Regions from separate parts of the Hordeum vulgare genome. Here all the other regions are linked to region 2. A link is a contact called in public Hi-C data. All regions are on one chromosome and are shown on one strand. The core of a region is the stretch at or near the end of the contact, and the rest is flanking DNA. Distances in the headings are between cores, read along the strand shown.

The links. A called contact is a pair of places that touch in the nucleus more often than the background predicts.
Region 1: a Hi-C map of leaf shows a contact between it and region 2, with 2.1 times the contacts expected there. The contact joins the promoter of LOC123442816 here to the promoter of LOC123442815 in region 2. A contact is called at or near these places in 2 of 6 Hi-C or Micro-C datasets (leaf and seedling).
Region 3: a Hi-C map of leaf shows a contact between it and region 2, with 10 times the contacts expected there. The contact joins the promoter of LOC123442818 here to the promoter of LOC123442815 in region 2. A contact is called at or near these places in 2 of 6 Hi-C or Micro-C datasets (leaf and seedling).

The regions. Positions count from the first base shown.
Region 1 is chr3H:35,351,255-35,353,954 of MorexV3_pseudomolecules_assembly, reverse strand. It overlaps LOC123442816 (rhamnogalacturonan I rhamnosyltransferase 1-like), which reads left to right and starts at 1,402. Exons shown (of 8, transcript XM_045118964.1): 1 at 1,402-2,040. The coding sequence starts at 1,794.
Region 2 is chr3H:35,174,389-35,177,088 of MorexV3_pseudomolecules_assembly, reverse strand. It overlaps LOC123442815 (leucine-rich repeat receptor protein kinase HPCA1-like), which reads left to right and starts at 1,442. Exons shown (of 19, transcript XM_045118963.1): 1 at 1,442-1,531; 2 at 1,616-2,700.
Region 3 is chr3H:35,417,187-35,419,886 of MorexV3_pseudomolecules_assembly, reverse strand. LOC123442818 (RING finger and transmembrane domain-containing protein 2-like) reads left to right here and starts at 1,350. Exons shown (of 8, transcript XM_045118966.1): 1 at 1,350-2,217; 2 at 2,443-2,519. The coding sequence starts at 1,788.

The DNA.
Region 1 (2,700 bases), core at 153-2,652, 180 kb before region 2:
CACATGTAGCTTTTCCAATTAGTGCACTACTTGTAAATTAAATATTAGATACTTCCAAATTAAGTAGGCAAACTTATCTTGAAAAGCACTTTATCCAACATGCACTTTGGTTATATTCTATAGATATATTGCCGAGCACAAATTAATGAATCAGATTTGTATTTGATGGTCCCCAACATTTGGAAGCAATCGAAGAAAGATTGACAACAATTATTTGTTTGCCAGATTTAATAAATGAATAAATATTTAAATAATCAATTGATTAATTGCCGTGTTTAATAACAGTACTTTCATATGATCAATAAATACCAATAGTACCCTTCTATCTCAAAATAAATGTCGTTGATCTAGTACAAAATTTGTATTAATTTAGTATTAAATTTGTAACACTTATTCTGGACGGAGGGAGTAATTTATTAGGAGTAGAAGCTATACATTTTACTAGGAATATTATTGTAGTATGAATAAATGATCAAAGTTGCATCTTATATTAGACACTTCTAAATTAAAATAGGCTAATTTATCTTCACAAGTCCAACTCATAGTTTTATTACATCCCATAGACATTTTTTTAGCAAAACATAGATATTTTAGTGGAACACAAGTTATTTGATCAATAAGAGTACCTGCATATAATCAAGGAATACCAATATATAGTAATTTATTAGAACCTATACATTTTGCTAGGAGTATTGTAATACTATGAATCGATGATCAAAGTTGCATCTTAGGCATATTTAGATTAACCACTTCTAAATTAAATGCACAAATTTATCTTGAAAAATACTTATCCAAACACCATATATTTCAGTAGAACAAAAATAAATTAATGATCGATTTTGTACTTATCTAAGAGCATTTAGATCACTAATGTAGTGACCTAAACACTTTTATATTGTTTTTATAGAGGGAGTACTTAGAGCATGGTTAATAGTATAGCCAACAGCTCGCTATAAGCAGTTTTATAGCCCATCTTATAGCTAGCTTGTACAATAGTTAGCTATAAAAGAGTACTACTTTTATCATATATGGTACACCTTTCATTCTCACAAAGCACCTAGGAGCATGTGCTAGAGCTGACTCTTCACGAAGAGCCCGCTTCACTTCTCTCTCCTCTTCTATTTCATCCAACTCAAGAGAAATATACTCCCTTCGTCCCAAAATACGTGTCTTAAGCTTAGTACAATTTTATACTAGAGCTAGTACAAAGTTGAGACAGTTATTTTAAGACGGAGGAAGTAGTATTTTAATCCTTACAGCCTGTTGACTGTACCTTATTGTACTTGTCCTTATTTATTTTGGAGATTTCAGCATTTCCAAGGAACCGAAGAAAAATTGAGAATAATCAACTAAAAAAATCAAGTTAATTGCCGCGTTTCGGGGTTAGCACTCACTAGTCCACTACCAACCGGAGCGGAGAGCCCTCCTCCAGCAGTATCCTCCAAATGCTAACGTCCTGCCTACCGCCCCTCTGTCCCATTTCCGTTCCTCGATCTCTTCTTCCTGCGAAAAGCTCGAAGCTTTTTGCAATTGCAACGACTATTAATGGCTGCCGTTCTAAACTAATCACGGAGGCTATTACTACTAGCTCCCGACGGCGCAGTTAATCCCCCTCTCCCATAAACGCCGTCGCCTCCCGCTCCCTAATCCTTCGCCTCCCCGCCGCTGGTGCCGCTGGTGGTAGCGGTAGCAGTGGTACTAGGTGGCGGTTAGGTGGAGGCGACGCGAGGGAGCCAAGGCCGTAGGGGTCGGTGGAAAGAAGCGGTGCTTGCGGTAGAGGAGGAGGTGGAGAGATGGTCGTGGCTGTGGCGGCGGCGCGGCGGAGGCGGGCGTGGCGGTGGGCCATGCGGGCGGTGGCCAGCGCTGTGATGTGGACGGCGGTCCTGCAGCTGGCATCCATCACTGGCCTCTGGCGCCCCAGGGTCTTCGCCGACTGCTGGGGAGGGTCAGGGTCCGGGGCCGCCTCGGCCGGCCTCGCCGCGCTCGCCGGCGAGGACCGGGTCGCCGCCCGGCTCTCCCCTCCGGCGCTCGTGCCCAGGAGTAAGTGCTCTCTCCTTCTTCCTCCTCTCCCTCTTGCTCCCATCCCAAGCTCCCCCCTTCCATTCCGTGGAATTTAGCTTGCGCGATCTGGGCGAGCTGGCGGTTCCCGGATTTGGGCGGAGCAGCTCGAGTCAAACGCGGCAGTTCGGTGGTCAACGGCGCCGTCTCTCCCCGGCGATTCGGCTCGATCGCAAGCTCGAAATGGCGATTCCGAGGCCAATTTTTTGCCACCTTGGGATCTCTAGTTTGCGTTGGGGCTGCAACTGCAAACGTTCTGAATTTGTGGTCGCTTCTTGCTAGACGCTGCTCTGAACCTGGACCTGCAGGTTGCATTGGGGCTGCAACTGCAAACGTTCTGAATTTGCGGTCGCTTCTTGCTAGACGCTGCTCTGAACCTGGACCTGAATGTGTGTTCATACCTCAATCTTCATTTCCTATGTTGCTCGTATGCTATCCCCCGAGCTGATTTGTACACATCACATTACCGGCACATCAAACCCGCAAGGTGCTCGACGTGTCGAGCTAGCTCTGGCCTCTGGTTTGATGTGGACCTTTGCTGCTTACTCAAGCAGCTTCCTTCCAGAGGTGCATCTTTTTAAAATAATGGAAGCTTTATTATCCCTGAACTCTGCATCATAGATGCATTCAGCCTCACTGGTT
Region 2 (2,700 bases), core at 193-2,692:
AAATTCTGTAACCTGACCTATGTTGCAAAAGTTTTATGCAGCGTAACGTTTATTGCAAAAGTTTTTGTGGCACAACCTTTGATGCAAATGTTTCCGCAACATTAACTCTGTTGCAAAAGTGAAGAACGCCATTCGGCCACTCGATCATACATGATCGGACGACAGCCAATGAACACATAGCAGCCCCTTATACTTTTAGTGAATTTAATAATAGATCAGGATGGAAAGAAAATGCATGTGGTTCCAGCGCCGTATATCCTATCGGTTTGGAGGGTGCTTGGATACGTTTTAGTCCCATGACTAAAAGTAGTGGAACTAAAATTTGCTAGCCTTATCCATGCTTGGATCCAAATACTAAAGAGACTAAAATCAAGTTAATGAGCATTTATTATCCTCCAAACCCTACAATCCAGAACTCGTCTGTGTTAAAAGGAGAGGAGTTAAATGAGGAGAGAGAGGACTAATCCATATTTTAGTAGGGACACCCCTGACTAAATTTTTTTAGTCTCAAAACTAGTTTTGGTCCCTATTTAGTCAGACTAAAATAAGTCCCTTGGATCCAGGAACGGATAATAATTCATGGGTCCCCGCACGAATCGCGACGCACACGTTGACGGCGGATCATTTGCCGTGCCGGTTCCGTTAGAAATGTCTCTGCTCCTGCCCACGCTGCCAAATCTGCTCCGCTCATCCTCCCTTGTCGATGCGGACAGAGATCGGATGACATGCACATTTGCACGTCACCGTGTGCCTTGAGGCCTAAATTCAAATTTAGACATTGCGAAAAAATCTGAAAAAAATCATGCATGTTCACATCACATATTAAGATAACTCTTAAAAAATTTAGATCAAAATTCGAAACATACATCGAGAAACAAAAAAGAGAAATCTGTCATGAATAGTTCGCGAATGATTCTCTGTAGACTATTCACGTCTGAGTTTTTTTTTTCCAATGTATTTTTCGGATTTTGATCTGAATTTTGTAAGGGTTATCTTAATATATGCTGTGAACATGCATGATTTTTTTTTAATGTTTAAATTTAAATTTAGACCGAAAGGCAGACGGTGACATGCAACCTGATCTCTGTCCTGTCGATGCAGCCTTCGGGAACCAGCACGCAGCAGCCCCGCTCCGCTCCGCCATGTCCTCCCTTCCCTCGACGCGGGCGGCGAGCACTGCACCACGCGCGGCTCGAGCTCGCTCTCCGCAGAGGCCACGGCCCACGGACGCAAGCACCGAAGCCCCGCACACGAGGATCCCGGAGCTCTCCTGGCCGCGGCGCACGCGTGCGGAGCTCGTCCAGCCGCGTGCTGTGTGCGCGGTGTCCACGGACACGGACGGCTGCGTGATGCGTGCGTGTGAGCGCTTGACCACGTGCGTGCTGCTTCGGAGCCGCGCTGAGCCGGCATCGCCTTGGGTCGACGCCGGCATCGCCTTGGGTCGACGCCGGCGTGCGCGTCGTTGTGGCGCACACAACCTGTTCGGTGAAATGCTTGGACCATTGGGCCGGACAAATAGGGATCTTTTGAGGTAAATATAGTGTTGTACGGCCGCCGCTCCGACGGACGTGTCCGCGGACATCTGATGAGGTCTGCTTGGTGATCCTCTTTGCAGATGCCCTTATTGGCATATAAGAAGAGCGTGTGCATGTCACACCTACGAGCAAACAAGCCAGCAGAATGGTCGGTGACAGATCGCTGTGCCGTGAGGCAATTTTCAGCAGCTGAGGCAGCCAAAAGTTGAAGCTGACGGTGGTGCTCCCACGGGAGGCGGTGCGGCACAGCCACACACGGTACACGGCTGCGGCGATGAGGATGGAATGCTGGTGGATGCTATAGCAATGTCCGTGCACGGGGAAGAAGGCGAAAGGGTGGCGGCAGCAGAGCAAGGAGACCCGGTGGCGGATGATGGCGGGGGCTGCGCATCAAGTTGGTGGTGACACATTGTTATAAAGGTAGGAAGGTAATTAGGGGAGCAATTAGTGAAGATGATTTGGGGAGAATAGCTGGCATAATCTGCAACTTGGAGAAGTCAATAAAGTAATCTGTAAGTTGGACGGGCCAATTAATTCATTTACAATTAAGAAACAATTCCCGATGTAGTTTATCCTTTTAGACAGGTGCTTGTACTAGAAATCCATTAGGAGGCATGTTCTTGCTATTGTGTCATGTATGACTTGGCTTATGGACATGGTAGGTTGAGCTCAAGTTGGGGATAAATAACTAAAATGTTACGCATCAAAGAAGAAACTAAGCAACTTATTGTGGAATTCCGACATTGGAAGTTTCCTCCATTATTCTAATCATCACTAGCCTTGCATGTACCCACAGTTTGTCCTCATTCTTCATCTTTTGTCTGGGTCAAATACTTGAATGCGCATGCTCTTCAGCCTTATCTTCTGATTTCTTCATGCAATTGCAATGTAGCACCCCCCCAACCACTCAATTGAGGGCTAAAAAAACCTACGCAAATACCTGTCATTTTCCTAATGCAACTGGCAGAGCCCGTTGACCACATCTATTATTCTCGCATTTTTGTTTTGCTCTGATTTTTCTCCAAGGAGTGCGTATGATTGATTACTTGCTGGACGAGCCGAGAGTGACGGTTCATGTCCTTGACCATTTCACCATGAATAGACAAATGGTGTCACCTTCATATAGCAACTGGCCTATTCTGACCTTCAAACAGATGAGCGACTA
Region 3 (2,700 bases), core at 101-2,600, 240 kb before region 2:
CTCACGCGGGATCCAACTACTCCATGAAATGAGAGGCGAATGAGTGACTGGGCAGGGCTTGGGCACGCCCCCGTGTGCCCCTACAAATTTACGACAGCCAAGTCTCTATCCACACACCCTGTCAAAACTCAAATAATCATTTCTGTCTTCATTTTTCCTTTTTAGAAAATGATTGGAAACCCTATGACATAGGGGGGGCTGTCCAATGATTGACGACGACTTCTTATCTCCTTTCCACTTTTTTCTTTAACATTACTTAGGACGCGTTCGGAACCTCTCCAATCCTGAAACTCCGCTCCACGTGAGGAGCTAGATCTGAACGACTCCTTAAAATTGTGTTGCCGCTCCCTTCGCTCCAGGAGCTGCGGTTGCAGAGCGGAGAGGAGCCGAACAGGGGCTTAATCGTATCCATATCCATGTTCCACATCTGATCAACCACATTCTGGCCATGAGCTTGGGCTTGGCTAGCCACACAACTCTTTCATCCATCAAGGACTCTCGTGAATTATTGTACTGTTACTATATAGCAATCCCCCCATGCCGCAAATTAGTGCATACTTTATTTTATTTTCAAAGTCGAACATGTTTACGTTTGTTCAAGTTTATAAAACAAACTACCGCCATCTTAAATACAAAATAAATAAATTACAAGAGTACACTTCATGACGAGATAGATCTAGTGATACTAAATATGCATTGTTGATGTCGATTTATTTATTTATTTAAACCTGGAAACATGGACATTTTTAATATTAAAAGACAAAATATGCATTACAGGGAGTATAGGGAGTATGTGAGACAAAGCTACTAAACTGAACTAGTCTTAGAAAGATAGCGTACTAAATAATCAGGTTGTTAAACTTGTGTTTCCGGTTCCCCCACAAGGAAAAAAAACATGCGTTTCCGGCATGGTGTATTGGGCTTGGTTTGTTTATAGATGGACTGACGAGTCACTCCCTCCATTGGTTCGACATGGGAGCTACTGCTGCTGCTAGATCTTGTTCTTATTATTTTTCTACAAAAGTGACTCGGATCTACTCCCTCCTTACCTAAATATAAATCTTTTAAAATGTTTTATTAGATGTCTACATACGAAGCAAAATGAGTGAATCTATACTCTAAAATATATCTATATACATCCGTATGTAGTTCATTAGTGAAACCTCTAGAAAGACTTATATTTAGGAACGGTGAAAGTAGCACGTATTATAAAAGTTTATCAAAGAGTATGAATCATGACAAACATAATACTGCGAGAAATCAATTCACGGTAAGAGTATGAACCACCGAGCGACTATTTTGTGCTCAATGCCTGAGCTGACCCAGCGGTGGTACGGGCAAGAAAAGACCCGCACAACCAACCCTCCCTCCTTCCTCCTTCTTACTTGTATAGTACTCCTAGTAGCGACGCCGACAGATTATGCACCTTAATCTTAATTAGGCAGACGGCGTATCCCCATCCATCCCCGATAGAAGTCAAGAGAAGAAGCGAAGCGAAGCGAGAGAACAAAGGAAAAAAGAGAGAAGAGGAGAAGGATCGGAAAGGCGTGGCGTACGGGGCAGAGGAAAATATCCCTCCCCCGAACCAAAAGCCTGCAGCAATTCCTCGCGACCGCGACAACCAACCGACGCCCACCACCACCACCAGCCCCCTCCACCGCCTCGCCGCCTGCCTCCTCCGCGCGCCCCCGCCCCCGCCGCCTCCCCAGCCCTGCGAGGCCGCGGACCCGCCCGCGCTCCTCCGCCGCAGGCGCCTCTGGAAGCCGCCATCGCGGCCCGGCGCCCCGATGATGGACGCGCCGACGACGACGACGCCGCCGGCGTCGCCGCGGACGCAGCCACAGCCGCAGGCACCCGCGGCCGTGCCGTCGAGGCGCTACGGCGTGCATTTCTCGGCCTCCAGCTTCATCCAGGCGCCGCTGTCCGCGCTGCTCGAGTACTCGGGCATCCTCCGCGCCGAGCCCGGCCCGCACCGCCCGCCCGCCGGGGCAGGCGAGGTGTCCATCCGGATCGTCGGCCCGGCGCCGACCGACGGGGACGTGCAGGAGGAGGGGGACGACGCCGCGGGATCCTCCGCGCCCCCCGCGCCGGCCGACCCCTCCTCCTCATCATCATCATACCAGAGGTACGACGTACAGCAGGTGGCCAGGTGGGTGGAGCAGATACTCCCATTCTCCCTCCTGCTGCTCGTCGTCTTCATCAGACAGCACCTGCAAGGTCGTCGTTCCCCCCCCCCCCCCCCCCCCCTCTCTCTCTCTCTCTCTTTCTTTTCATGGTCCACCAGTGCAAAATTCATATCTTGTCCTCTGTTTCTGTTTGGTGCATAGATGGCTGCATTCGTTTATGTTGCCAAAATGGGATTTATGGTTGCATTCGCTGTTCGTGATTGTCAGAATCACTGAGAAACCATGGACTGATTTGGATTCTTTTTTTTTCATGCAGGTTTCTTTGTGACCATCTGGATTGCGGCCGTCATGTTCAAGTCCAATGACATCTTGCGCAAGCAGACTGCTCTCAAGGTAGCTTTGTGCCCCTTTTGTTAATGTTTTTTTTTGGGTCTGGTGTAGTTTACCCGGACTAGCTTGGTGTGTCAAAACTAAGGACCAAAGAGTATCAATTAATGAAATAAGTCCAATTCATTGTATGCGATCATGTCGCTTAGTGTTATATTGATCTAGTTAAAATGTTCAAGTTCAGAAA